Linked DNA regions of Zea mays: all the other regions are linked to region 3. The links are chromatin contacts, called in public Hi-C maps. All regions are on one chromosome and are shown on one strand. The core of a region is the stretch at or near the end of the contact, and the rest is flanking DNA. Distances in the headings are between cores, read along the strand shown. Region 1 holds the start of LOC103653308 (QWRF motif-containing protein 4). Region 2 holds the start of LOC103653310. Region 3 holds the start of LOC100193443 (calcineurin subunit B).

Evidence for each region. A called contact is a pair of places that touch in the nucleus more often than the background predicts.
Region 1: a contact with region 3 is called in a Hi-C map of ear, with 5 times the contacts expected there. The contact joins the promoter of LOC103653308 here to the promoter of LOC100193443 in region 3. A contact is called at or near these places in 3 of 25 Hi-C or Micro-C datasets (ear, leaf and tassel).
Region 2: a Hi-C map of tassel shows a contact between it and region 3, with 2.2 times the contacts expected there. The contact joins the promoter of LOC103653310 here to the promoter of LOC100193443 in region 3. A contact is called at or near these places in 4 of 25 Hi-C or Micro-C datasets (bundle sheath, ear, endosperm and 1 more).

What each region holds. Positions count from the first base shown.
Region 1 is chr4:62,681,981-62,686,179 of Zm-B73-REFERENCE-NAM-5.0, forward strand. It overlaps LOC103653308 (QWRF motif-containing protein 4), which reads right to left and starts at 2,749. Exons shown (of 6, transcript XM_008680245.3): 1 at 1,178-2,749; 2 at 856-975; 3 at 498-614; 4 at 312-401; 5 at 1-96. The coding sequence starts at 2,446.
Region 2 is chr4:63,034,046-63,038,149 of Zm-B73-REFERENCE-NAM-5.0, forward strand. LOC103653310 reads left to right here and starts at 2,704. Exons shown (of 2, transcript XM_008680248.3): 1 at 2,704-3,413; 2 at 3,517-3,573. The coding sequence starts at 3,174. The coding sequence ends at 3,573. LOC103653311 reads right to left here and starts at 3,655. Exons shown (of 5, transcript NM_001353377.1): 1 at 3,520-3,655; 2 at 3,284-3,395; 3 at 2,449-2,534; 4 at 2,243-2,366. The coding sequence starts at 3,289.
Region 3 is chr4:62,839,117-62,843,459 of Zm-B73-REFERENCE-NAM-5.0, forward strand. LOC100193443 (calcineurin subunit B) reads left to right here and starts at 2,780. Exons shown (of 6, transcript NM_001138562.3): 1 at 2,780-2,976; 2 at 3,069-3,193; 3 at 3,400-3,496; 4 at 3,597-3,706. The coding sequence starts at 2,907.

The sequences.
Region 1 (4,199 bases), core at 1,499-3,998, 160 kb before region 3:
TGCCGTAGCTAAGAGCTCTCTGCATTGATCAAGGGCGACGTTTTCCTCTCTTGCCGTAGCCGAAAGTCCCGAAACCAAACATGTCCTGTCTTCGACCTGGCACGCACGCATGTCCTAGCGTCAATAACGGCAGCAAGGACGTCCTCCCATCTTCCACCAAACCATGTAGTACTAATAATATAAACAGTTCATAGATTATAGTTGTTTCCTTTTAAACATATATAATTAGTTTACAATGATTCTGAGGCTCGTTCCAAATCATCATAGTAGAGACATACTGTGGAAGAACCGAAAGCTAAAAAAAACCCAACCTTCGATTGCACGTAGTAGATAGAGGAACTCAGAGCTTGCATGACATCAACGGCTGAGCTTATAGCGTTCCTGACTGCAATTCCGTCAGCCTGCTCACGCAGTAGCAATGCCATTATTATATATATCCTAGTAGAAACAATAAAGACTACTGTTCATTAGTTGGAAGATGTTTGTTTGGCACACACCTGTGCTCCTGATGTGACTGGAAGGCGAAGCGTGCTTGCTTTGAGAGCCTCCGTCGCCTCAACTAGTGTGCCATTGCATTCTTCTTCTAGTGCAGGCCATTGCTCAAGGTAACAAATCTGAATCATACTAGTGTATGCATGGTCAGTAAACCGAATTATGGGAGAAAACAAGGCTGCCCATAAGGTTTCCACACATATATATCTATTCAATATGGTTGGTTCTTTCCATTATCTAAAAAACATCTATTTATTAATATGGTTTTTTTTCAAAAAAAAAATGTCTATGCATGGGTCCTCCGATCCTAAACAGGTCGAGATGCAAAAACAAAGTGACTGGTTTCTGAATATTGCACTGCACCTGCTCTGTTAGAATGTGATACAGCTTCACTTGTTGCTGCAGGTGTCGCACACTGTCTCTTGTTATTGCCATAGCATCCCGCAGTGTCGAGATACTTTCCCAAACATTGTAAAGAACACTCTGCTTGCATGATAGGAGAAAAAGGGTTTCGTGTCAGTTTAACGTTGGTACAGAAAATTTACCTACAAAAAAAACTAAAAAATCACTTAAGACACTAAAACACCATTGCCGGTAAATAGTGTGCATACTGACTGATTATATGATGCAAAAATATATATATCATGAACATAGGTAACGTAAGATGCGACGTTGCCAAAGTTACCTCAACACTATTTCTATGGGACAGTGTCTCTTCTGAATGTGCATTCACGAAGCGCCACTGCAGATACCTACTGCTCAGCAGACGGAGCTGGTGTACGTTCTCAATCTGGCATGCGTTCTTCTTCCCTTTCCGCGCATCAGCGATGATGTAGCTAAAAGCAGGCTGTTCGACAACCGTTCGAGCAGCCGAAGACGCGCATTTCGATTGGCAAGCTGCTGCTGACGGCCTCATCCGCGACGGGGTCTGGCAGGACCGGGAGGTAGTAGACGAGGACCGGCGCAGAGCTGGAACGGGCAGAGAAACGGCCTGCTTGATCGGGCGGCAGGTGGGTTTAGAGCTCTCCGACATCTGCGAGGAGGCGTCGCTGCTGGAGTCCGCCGCCTTGTCTTTCCTTCTCCGGTGAACGATCTGCGCCGTCTCGTTCGATGGTCCCCGCTTCACGCTCTTGCCGGTTGCTGCGCCTTCACATGGACGCGTCCTCCTTGGAGGAGAACGTCCTGCTGAAGCATCTGATGACGAAGAGGCGTCAGACCTGCTAGCCTTTTCCGCAGAAGCGGCGGTTGTCGAAGAGAGGCCAGCCATCATCCCCGGCCACCAGTGTTTATCGGCGAGGGCGACACTGTTGGCAGGGGACTCCGGAGGGCGAGCATTCTCGTGTTGGCTTTGGTCGCCGGTGTTGTTCTTGCTCGTGCTCCTTCCACGAGGTCGAGGGCTCGTGCTCGTCTTCCTCTCAGCCACAGCTCCTGGCCTCAGTCTGACCACCGGCTCTGAAGGTAGGCCACGGACTAGCCTGTCTACCTTACTGGCAGTGGCAGGGGACTGCCCGTGCTCTGCCTCTGGTCGAAGCAGGGGAGACGAGCACGAGCTCCGCGCCGACGCCCACGGGCGGTCGGAGTCTTTGCCCTTCCTTGCACGGGGTGGAGTGCCGTGTCCATCGGCGGCCGCGTCACGTGGAGACACGGCAGACGCGGACCTCGCCGCGGCCGAGGGCTTCAGCCGAGAGGACGGCGCAGGAGAAGGCGCGGCAGCCGACCGCGCTCCGTTGCACGTCGCCGAGCCGCCGTCCGCAGAGGCGGGGCCGGGGCTCGGAGAACCGCACCGCCTCGCTGCAGGAGCCGCCGGCGACACCGACACGGGCTTGAACCTCGAAGGGCTCTCTGTTCTCCGACCGGCGGGGGCTGCTGCATTGTTCTTCTCGGACGGCGCCAGCGGCCGCCTCTGTGCGGCAGCAGCAGCCTTGCTCCGCTCAGCCTTCATGATGGATTCCATGACGATGACGACGAAGGAGAATGGAATAGCCGCGCGCCAGAGAGGCAGCAGTAGTAGCACGCACCACCCACATCGGTGTGGCTCTCATCAAGGTACGCGCGCCCGTCCGCCACTGCCAGTGCCACGGCAAGGCCACGCCACGCGGGGACTACCGGAAAAGACAGAGACACGGATCCAACCACCGGGATAATCAGCCAAGATAGAAGCTAGCGTTAACCATCTCGGACGGACTAGAGAAGGAGCAAAACCCAGTCCCCCACCACACCACGTCGCGAGCGGGGCCAAGAACCCGGACCCGGACCCCCCACTCGGGGAAGCGAGCGCTACAGCGACGACGGCGCACGCTCTGGCCACCGGCGGCCGGTGCATGCCCGATGGCGACAGCCAAGTGCCGCGGTCACGCGCGCGCGCGCATTCGGCTATGGCCTATGGGTTAGGAAACCCTCCGGCCGGTTTGTTGCTACTGTAACGAGTCGCTCTCGTCACGGGGATGCCGTTGCCGTCATGCCGTGGACTGGTCCGCAACGGTCCCCTGGGGGAAGAAGAAGAAGGCTCTCTAGCTAGCGCAACGTGGGGCTCACAGGTCACAGCCATGGCGAGATGGAGGGCAGTGGACACATGCACTGCCGTGTGAATTTCCCGTGACTGAAGGTACTGCTAGTGTGCTAGCTCGGACGGACGGAATCAAGCGCGGCGTTTCCTGCTGCTCATACTCGCCGGCTGCGACGACGCTACCGGCTACCTGCATGGATGATGGAATCCATCATGGAAATCTTTGCGGCCGACAGCGACACATGATGGAGCGGTAGTAATAATATACAGCTTCGAAGCAGCAGGGGAACACATGGATGGTTCAGTAACACTTCAGCATTGTTGGTTCTACGCAGACAATGAGACAAGCCCACAAAATCCAAGCCTCCGTGGTTTAGAAAAAAAAAACCGGAGGAAACATATATAGCTGAAAAATAGTCCAAGAAACAAGCAAGATAGATAGACATGAAGAGTTACCGGCACGTTGGTAGCAGCGGCCCACGATAAATAAACTAGTATTATAAAAATGTAGCCAAATTGGCTTCGAGTTGAGCCGTTCTCCAAGTCCAGCGCGCCGCCACACCATGCGCGCGTTTCTGGATCTGAAGCGACCGGCGCTATCAACCTGGACGCACCCCCACGGTGAATCAAAATGCCCAATCGCACGGAAAGGGACGCTTGACTTGGGCGCAAAGGATTCGATGTAAAGGCGCCGTACGGTACGATACGGTTACTGGCTTGGTACAGCACAGCAGCGCGAAGAGGACGCCATGCGAAGCGAAGCGAGGAACACGGCTTGAATTGGTCGGCATATAGTTGGCCAAATGGCACTAACACGACGGGCCGGCACTGGCACGGCACTAAAAAGCACGGCACTGGCACGGCACGGCACGGACCTTTTAGTGCCAGTGCCGGGCACGGCCCGTTCTTAGTGCCGTGCCTGGGCCACCACTTGGGCCCGTAGGGTCGGCCCAGGCACGGCACGGTAAATTGGGCTGGCACGGCGCCGGCACGGCCCACCCAGCAGCCGGCCAGCAGTGTAACCCGCCCCCGGCCCCCACTTCCCAGTCCCCACTCCCCAGCCGCGGCCGCTCAGTCGCTCACTCGCTCACCCGCTCTCGCTCTCGCTCAAACCCTAACTCGCTCTCGCTCAGCCGCGGCCCGCGGGCGATTCGGCGGCGTCCGGCGAGCTCCCCTCTCCCTCGTTCCCTCCGGCCTCCGC
Region 2 (4,104 bases), core at 1,454-3,953, 190 kb after region 3:
CCTCGGCCCCAGCCTCGGCCTCGGGAGGAATCATCACCACGCCCGACCCAGGCCTCGGCCTCAGCCTCAGCCTCGGGAGGTCTTCGCCTCGCCCGACCTAGGCCTCGGCTTCAGGAGAAATCACCGCCTCGCCCGAGACGGCCTCAGACCGACTACGCGAACCGGGAATACAACACTATCCTTCCCCTAGCTAGCCACCTCAGGCTACGAAGGAACAAGACCGGTGTCACATCAAATTACTCCAGTAGCAGGTAATGATGATTCCCGGCATGCGCCCATGACGTCGACTGTCCTCAGCTCTCTACGAAGGCAAAGAAACGTCAGCAGGACCTGGGGCCGCACCGCCAGCTACGCTTCTACAGGGCTCAAGTACTTCTCCGCCAGCCACGTTAGCACATAGCTACACCCCCATATGTACAGCTGGGTCACCTCCTTGTATCTATAAAAGGAGATGCCCAGGGCCTTCCCACGACACGTTTTGAAGGCTTACTCAGACGGCTCACCCAACATCATCACAAAAAACACTTCAGGGCAAACCTTCTCTCCACAACACTAGACCTCTCAAGAGACCTGGGATCCGTTCCTTCTCTCGCAAAACTTGTATCCTCTACTACAAGCACCCCGGTGCAAGATAATATAAGCCTCATCCTCCCTCTTGTGTTTCATCTTGCATCAATCCATCCGGGCAGGGACACGCAGCATAAAATTCACTAGTCGGTTGAGGGCCCTCCGGGTTCGAAACACCGACATTTACTATGCATCTAGCTGAGTTGGTTAGATGGTCTAAGTAGCACTCCTCAGGTCCTAAGTTCAACTCTCTGTGGGAGCAAATTTCAGGCTGAGGTTAAAAACAAGTCACTCGTTGGTTCCCTTGACCGACATGGGTGAATCGACCTATGGTAGGCGGGCCCTCGTGTAAAAGGCTAGTCGTGTCGGTTGGGTCTCAAAGCACGGGTAAGGCCACAGGGTGGTGCGGCATCCCCATGTATGAGGGGGCTAGCATTCGTGGCTTTTCGCAGCCGAGCTCCGATTGAGCTCTTCTGTGAAATACCATGGGGGCAGCCTTTCCCCCACCGACCGAGTTTTTTTAAGTGCATAACAAAAGTTATGTATCTAGAAAAGTCAAAACGTCTTATAATTTGAAACGGATGGGGTCCTTATCTATGATTATGATTTTACATCAGATAAATGGCATGTTACAGAGTAACTATTATTCAAAGCTTGTCCTCACCAAACAAAATATGTTCAAAGAGAACTTTACAAAACAACAGTCTATTAGGCAGTGCTACCTTGTGTATAGAACTGAGGATGGAAAGAAAATAGTAGAGCAGTAGACAATTTTATCAATTCCGCTTTCTAACCAATCACCATACTTTCTTGCACAGAAAAAGAAGGTCCTAATATTTTGGGTAGCATCATATTGTTTCTCAGTTCTCTCAGACTTGTATTGTTTCTCAGACTCATCTTTTTTTTGGGTAAAGATTTATAGAATCCTTAACCAGAAGAGCTGTTAAGCCAGAAGATAACTCACACATGGCTAACAGTGATTGCACTTAGATACTCACACATAGCTAAATGAAAAAACCAGCAATGATGCTATACATACATAAACCCTCATCTTGTACTAAGCCATAATTTCACTCAATATTTACCAAGGTTCTAAAAGATGTTAGGCGCTAGACAAGCAGTAGGCCACTTCCTAGCACTTAGATGGACTAAACATAGATTAAACATGATCAAGAGTTGGCGATTTTTTTATTTATTTTAATCTTTATTTTTTTCTGGAACACATATGGCTAGTTTAAATGCCCAACTTCGATCTCAGAAGAAATTGTAACACAGGTAAGGCAATTTCAATTCCAATTATTCCAGACTTGCAAAGAAGTGGTGAAGGGACTTGCAATTTTGATCCTCGTCGTGTTTCCATTTTCACTAGCTCTTCTGCGTGCTTTTTTTCCTGACAGCTAGCCGGCGTGGTCACACATAGCCCACCAAGCCAGCCAGGCCACTGTGTTTTTGTGTTACTCCGCCACTTAAACACTGCCCACGCCTACGCATACCACCTAGAGGTGTGCAAGGCTTTATTTGATGCCCAGGCCCTAAACAAGACACTAGGGGTCCATTTCAGGTTCAATCGTGAGTAAACATAAGTCTAATTAGGTTTTTTTTAACCATGATATTTATGCGCTAGAATTTCTCTAAACATTTGAGCTATAACTTAGAAGAAGAGTGGAGGCAATACCTGCATGAAATTGTAACGTTCTCTTCCGATCGATTCGTTCTCAGCAATGGCAAAATATGCTAGCATTGGATAGTGCCCAATATAAGAGGCATAACTGTCTCTCTGGATGTTTACAGCCCATTCACTGTAAATAAGGAAACAAAATTAAGCATTGATGTCTTATAATTTAGTAGCATCTTTTGTTACAAAAAGAACAGGATACTTACAATCTAGACAAATCAGCATGCCCTGTACCAACATATTTGGCTTGAAGATGCTCAAGCTGAGAGTTTATGTTGAACCTATCGCTAGCCTTTCAAATAGTAAATTGTGTTAGCAGTATTGCATTGAAAATGTCAGAAAACCTAGCTACTGAACGAACACTGAAGACTAAGATCCAGTTGAACCTTTAAAGAGAAAACGTAGAAAACATCAGATTATCAGAAGCCCACAAGAACAGGTAACACCCACCACACTTCTTAAAATATGCCAGGCAGATAAATGAACTGCACTATCTAAAATTCGAAGTGTGTGCGCCAATGAGCTTTAGCAAATAAACAACAAACACAAATTCATGCTCTTACAAAAGGTATATCAGGTTATTACACCAGGGCTATGTAAAATGACTCATACAACTATAATCCTCCACAATACTAATTGGGGGGAAAATATAAGCACTCCAATAAGAGTATATATATTATACAAAATTAACACCCCAAAGCATTACTATTAGCTCAATAAAATAACAAGCAGCGTGTAGAACAAGCTCTAGTGGGTAATGCTTTGGTTTGAACTTATGATAAAAAGAATAACAATAGCAATTCCACCACCAAACACTGAACCACACATCCAATCCACTCTGCACTAAATTTCAGACAAAAAGGAATTGAGTTAATTGTATTTCAGGCCTCCATCTATAAGTTCCGTAATATCAAAATAGGACAGGAAAAGCATGGAAGAACAGTTCTCCATTTTTAACCAAATGAAAATTTCTAGTACCGCAGCATATAGAATACAGATCACGCGCCAACCAATCAAGAGAGATAATCCAGTACTACCCACCTGCATGATGGTGTGCTGTGGTCCGGCACCTCAAGCGAATGCTGGCAACTCCGGATTTAGATGCGTGACTAGAAGCAGCGGAGGACCCAGTGAAGAAGATTGGGTGCACACCCTATAATAAAAAAAGTTAGTATGCATAATACATGTTCATACATTTGTTATTAAATAAGATCAGTTTAAGTTAGGGTTTGGGTGCTGGGTTTCACACGGCAGGAAGGAGAAAATGGGTGGAGTACCTGGCGGTGCTCGCCGCCGAAGAAGACCTGGCGAAGGGTCTGACGGAGACCTGAGCACCTGGCGTACGGCGGCGGCGGTCGCCCAGTCGTCGCCAACTTCCACCGAGAGAGCGAGAGAGCACACAGCGGACGCGGGGTAGCAGGAGAACAATTACACAACGCAGGCACGAAGGGCCACAGAGATAAACGCAGCACGCAATTCTTGGCTCCTGGAATTGGCCTTGCCCGTCCGTTTTATTTATTTATTTTTATTCTTTGTATTTATTATATTTATATTTTTTTTTGGCAAACAATTGTTTATAAAATTGCAAATCCGGCTGAACGTTGGTTGCCATTGGTTGAATTGAAAGATTCTTTTTTCTAAATCTCTACTAGCTACAAGGGTAGCCTGCCTCTCCCTCGTTCTGCCTTTTCTCAATCCAGACCGTCCGTTTGTTGTCATGCCTCCGTTTTTGTGTATCGTCCGTCCATTCCGCGTCCCCCCGCCCGCGCGAGCGACCTAGCTCTCGCTCGTCCGTCTGCCACCGCCACCTCCCCACATCCCCTGCGCGAGCTATCCCCCGTGTTCGCTCCGTGTGTCGGCCT
Region 3 (4,343 bases), core at 1,530-4,029:
CACTACAAGCCGGAGTTAGCGTTAGAACTTAAATCAAGTCCGGGATAGAGGAGAAAACAAATCAAATGGAAAACAAGCAGATGAACACGGTGATTTGTTTTACCAATGTTCGGTTCCAAAGAACCTAATCCCCGTTGAGGTGGTCACAAAGACCGGGTCTCTTTCAACCCTTTCCCTCTCTCAAACGGTCACTTAGACTGAGTGAGCTTTCTCCTTAATCAAATGGGTCACTTAGACCCCACAAGGACGACCACACACTTAGGTGTATCTTGCTTTGATTACAAGTCTCTTAGGAACAAGAATGAGGAAGGAAGAAAGCGATCCAAACAACAAGAGCGCAAATGAACACGAACACACTCTCTCTCAAGTCACTAGGTTGTTGGAATGAATTTGGGACTTGGAGAGGCTTTGATCTTTTGATTTGTCTCTAGGAGTGAATGCACTAGCTCTTGTATTGAATGAAAACTTCAGAAGACTTGGATGCTTGGAGTTGTGGTGGTTGGGGTTATTTATAGCCCTCAACCACCAAGAAGCCGTTGGGGAAGGCTGCTAGCGATGGGTGCACCGGATAATCAGGTGCGCCACCGGACAGATCCTGTTCACTGTCCGATGCGCCGCCACGTCACCCAACCGTTAGGGTTCAGAGTGAAGTCGATCGTTGGAGCTTTGTCTCCTTGCGGCACCGGACAGTCCGGTGCCACCGGACAGGTCTTGTTCGCTGTTCCGTGCGCCTCTGAATCTGCGGCTCTGACTCTGCACGCACTGTTCCTCTGTCAGCAGCTTTTGCAATCGACCGTTGCGCAAATTAGCCGTTGCTCCGCTGGTGCACCGGACAGTCCGGTGAATTATAGCGGAGTGCGCCTGCGGAAACCCGAGAGTGGCTGGTTGGACACAATACGGTCCTGGTGCACCGGACACTGTCCGGTGGCACACCGGATAGTCCGGTGCGCCAGACCACAACACACTTGGTTTCTTTTGCTCCTTTGATTTTGATCCCTAATTTGAATATTTATTGGTTTGTGTTGAACCTTTATGCACCTGTAGAACATGTACTCTAGAGCAAACTAGTTAGTCCATATATTTGTGTTGAGCATTCAACCACCAAAATTAATTGTGGGAAAAGGTTAACCCTATTTCCCTTTCAGCTGCTCTACCACCTCCAAGATTATTTGATCATTATATACCTTTGCTACCAGGGTCTGTGCCAGTTAATACAAGACTTTGCAGATACTCTCCTTTGCATAAAACCGAGATTGAAAGGCAAGTGGCAGAGCTATTGCAAGCTAGACTTATTCTTCCAAGTGTTAGTCCTTTTGGCTTACATGTTCTTTTGGTTCAAAATAAGGATGGGACTTGGAAATTTTATGTGGATTATCGAAAATTGAATGACATGACTATAAAGAACTGATTTCCTATGACTTTGGTGGGTTAAATCTTGGATGAGCTAGCATGAACATAATATTTCTCTATCCCTGATATGACAGCTGGGTACCATCAGATCAGGCTGGGTGAGAAGGATGAACTAAAAACAGCTTTTAAAACCCATCATGGGCACTACCAGTTTCGAGTAATGCCTTTTGGGCTTACTAATGCCCCAGCAACTTTTCAATGTGCCATGAACTCGATTTTGGAACCATGCCTTAGAAAGTTTATAATGGTGTTTATAGATGATATCTTGGTGAATAGTCCCAGATTTCAAGACCATTTACACCATTTGAGGCGAGTGTTCACCATTTTGAGGCAACATCAGTTTTATCTCAAGAAGTGTGCCTTTGCTAAGGTAGAGTTGCAATATTTGGGCCACATTATTTCCAAGGAAGGTTGGCTACTGACCCTTCTAAAACAGAAGCAATGGGGAGATGTCTAGTCCCTACCTTTGTTACAGAGTTGGGGAGGGGTGTGCCTGATGGGATATTATAGGAAGTTTGTTAGGCATTTTGGTACTTTGGCAAAGCCTCTAACCAGATTACTCGAAGGCAAGAAAGTATGACACTAGATTGAAGAAGCCCAACAAGCCTTTGTAAGTTTGAAGCAAGCCATGACTCAGACCCTTGTACTTGCTTTGCCTCGGTTTGATGTGGGTCTTGTGGTAGAAACTGATGCATGCGATGAAGGGATATGAGCTATTTTGATGCAAGAGGATAGACCATTAGCTTTTTTGAGTAAAGATTTGGGAGTGAAGAATAAGCAGTTGTCTATCTATGGGAAGGAGTTTTTGGCACTAATCATGGTAGCTGACAGGGGGCGACCTTATTTGCAGAGGTCTCAGTTCATTATTAAAACTACTCTTTTGTACACAATTCTAAACTGTAAACCCATCAAATTTGTCATGGCTAACCCTAAACCAAAGTATTCCGTGTGCATGGCCTACTTCATGTCAAAAACTTCTTTTTATCAATACTCAAAAGTACTAATTTATTTTGTATAGAAACCTATTGACAACATTAAAAAAAATTACAATTACATACCAACTTGTAGCCACGAAAAGGAGCAAAATATTTGTTTCTGTTGAATTAAAAGGAAAAATAAGAAGGACGACAACTATGGTAGTTGAGATAAAAAATAATTTTATAACCATTACAAGAGGTAGGAATATAGGGAAGGAATCTTGACGAGAAAAATGAAATATTAGATAAATTTAGGGGAACAATTGCGGACAGTTTAAGCGCTCCATGATGTATATGGCCTTATTACGCAGCCCGTTCAAACCTTTTCTCGAATAATACGGCCCATGGCACATCGATTTGGGTCACGGTATCGGCCCATGTTCAAAAACTCCAATGGTTCAATTTCTTATGTCACGTCCAGATTGGGAATTCCATCACGCCTCGTCCTCTCCGTCCCGACCAGAATCATCGCTTCTTCCTGCTCCGGCGATATCCGCCGCCGCCTGCGGTCCGGCCGAGATGGGGAGCACTTCCTCTATGCTCACCCAATACGATATCGAGGAGGTCCAGGACCATTGTAACCACGCATGTCAGTCGCTAACTCTGACACCTAATTCGCTCCCCTGATCTGGTCTAGTCTGATCTAATCTGGTGCTTCGCCGTCGCGGCTATCGGCGCTAGTCTCGCAGCAGGAGATCGTATCGCTGTACCACCGCTTCTGCCAGCTCGACCGTAACGGTGGTGGCTTCGTCTCCGCTGACGAGTTCATGTCGGTCCCTGAGTTCGCCGTAAATCCCCTCTCCCAGGTACGGCCCCCACCCACCGCTAAACTCGCCTCACGCCACTAACCACTCTCCTCTGTTGTCGACAACATCCTTGGAGTATGCTAATGGCTAGAGTCGTAGAGACCATGCTACGTTGAGGGTTTTGGCTGGAGCATGTGAATTGTGTGCTTAAGGAGGTGTTGTTCCCTGATAATTTGCAATTGAAGGTTGCTTTGTTCTAATATCAGAGGCTCCTGAGGATGCTGGATGGGCTCAACTTCAAGGAGTTTGTAGCATTTTTGTCAGCTTTTAGCCCCCGCACAAGCCTGCAGCAAAAGATTGAATGTAGGTATTAGATTTTTATTAAACTTCTATATTATTTGTCAATATGTAGTGTGGAAATTCTTTCAAATCTTTTTTGTCTGATTTTTTATATTTTCTCCAGTTATTTTCAGGGTTTATGATACTGACTGCAACGGGAAGGTTGCTTTTGATGACATCTTGAGCATCTTGCGAGATCTGACAGGTTCATTTATGACAGAGCAACAGAGACAGGTTTGTATTCTGGATTTCTGGTTCTTTGTGTTATCACACGACATAACAAAACGAATTAATAATCTTGACTTTTCCGTCTTGAGTTTCCAAATACTGGATATACCACATGTTTTCACATATTGCTTTTAGTCTGTGATTAATTAGGGCCTGTTTGGAAGCACCTAGTTTTTTAAAAATTGGTTTATGAAAACTGAGGTGGTTCCAAATATACCAGTTTATGCCCCAGTTTATAAAAACCGGATTTCTAGTTTCTTAAAACCAAGAAGCTAGCCTCTCCTAGCTAAAACCAGTTTATGAAAGCTGAGGTGCTTCCAAAGACCACCAACCAGTTTTTTTTATAAACCAATTTCTAGAAACGGGAGATAGAAACTGGATTCTTAAAAACTAGGTCGCTTCCAAACATGGTCTGTTTGGAAACGACCTAGTTTTTAAGAATTTAGTTTCCATAAACTGGTTTATAAAAAATTGGTTAATGGTGTTTGGAACCACCTCTATTTCCATAAACTAGTTTTAGCTAGGGAAGATTAGTTTTTTGTTTTTTAAAAAACTGGAAATCCAGTTTCTATAAACTAGAGCATAAACTGGTATGTTTGGAACCACCTCAGTTTTCATAAACCAGATTCTTAAAAACTGAGGG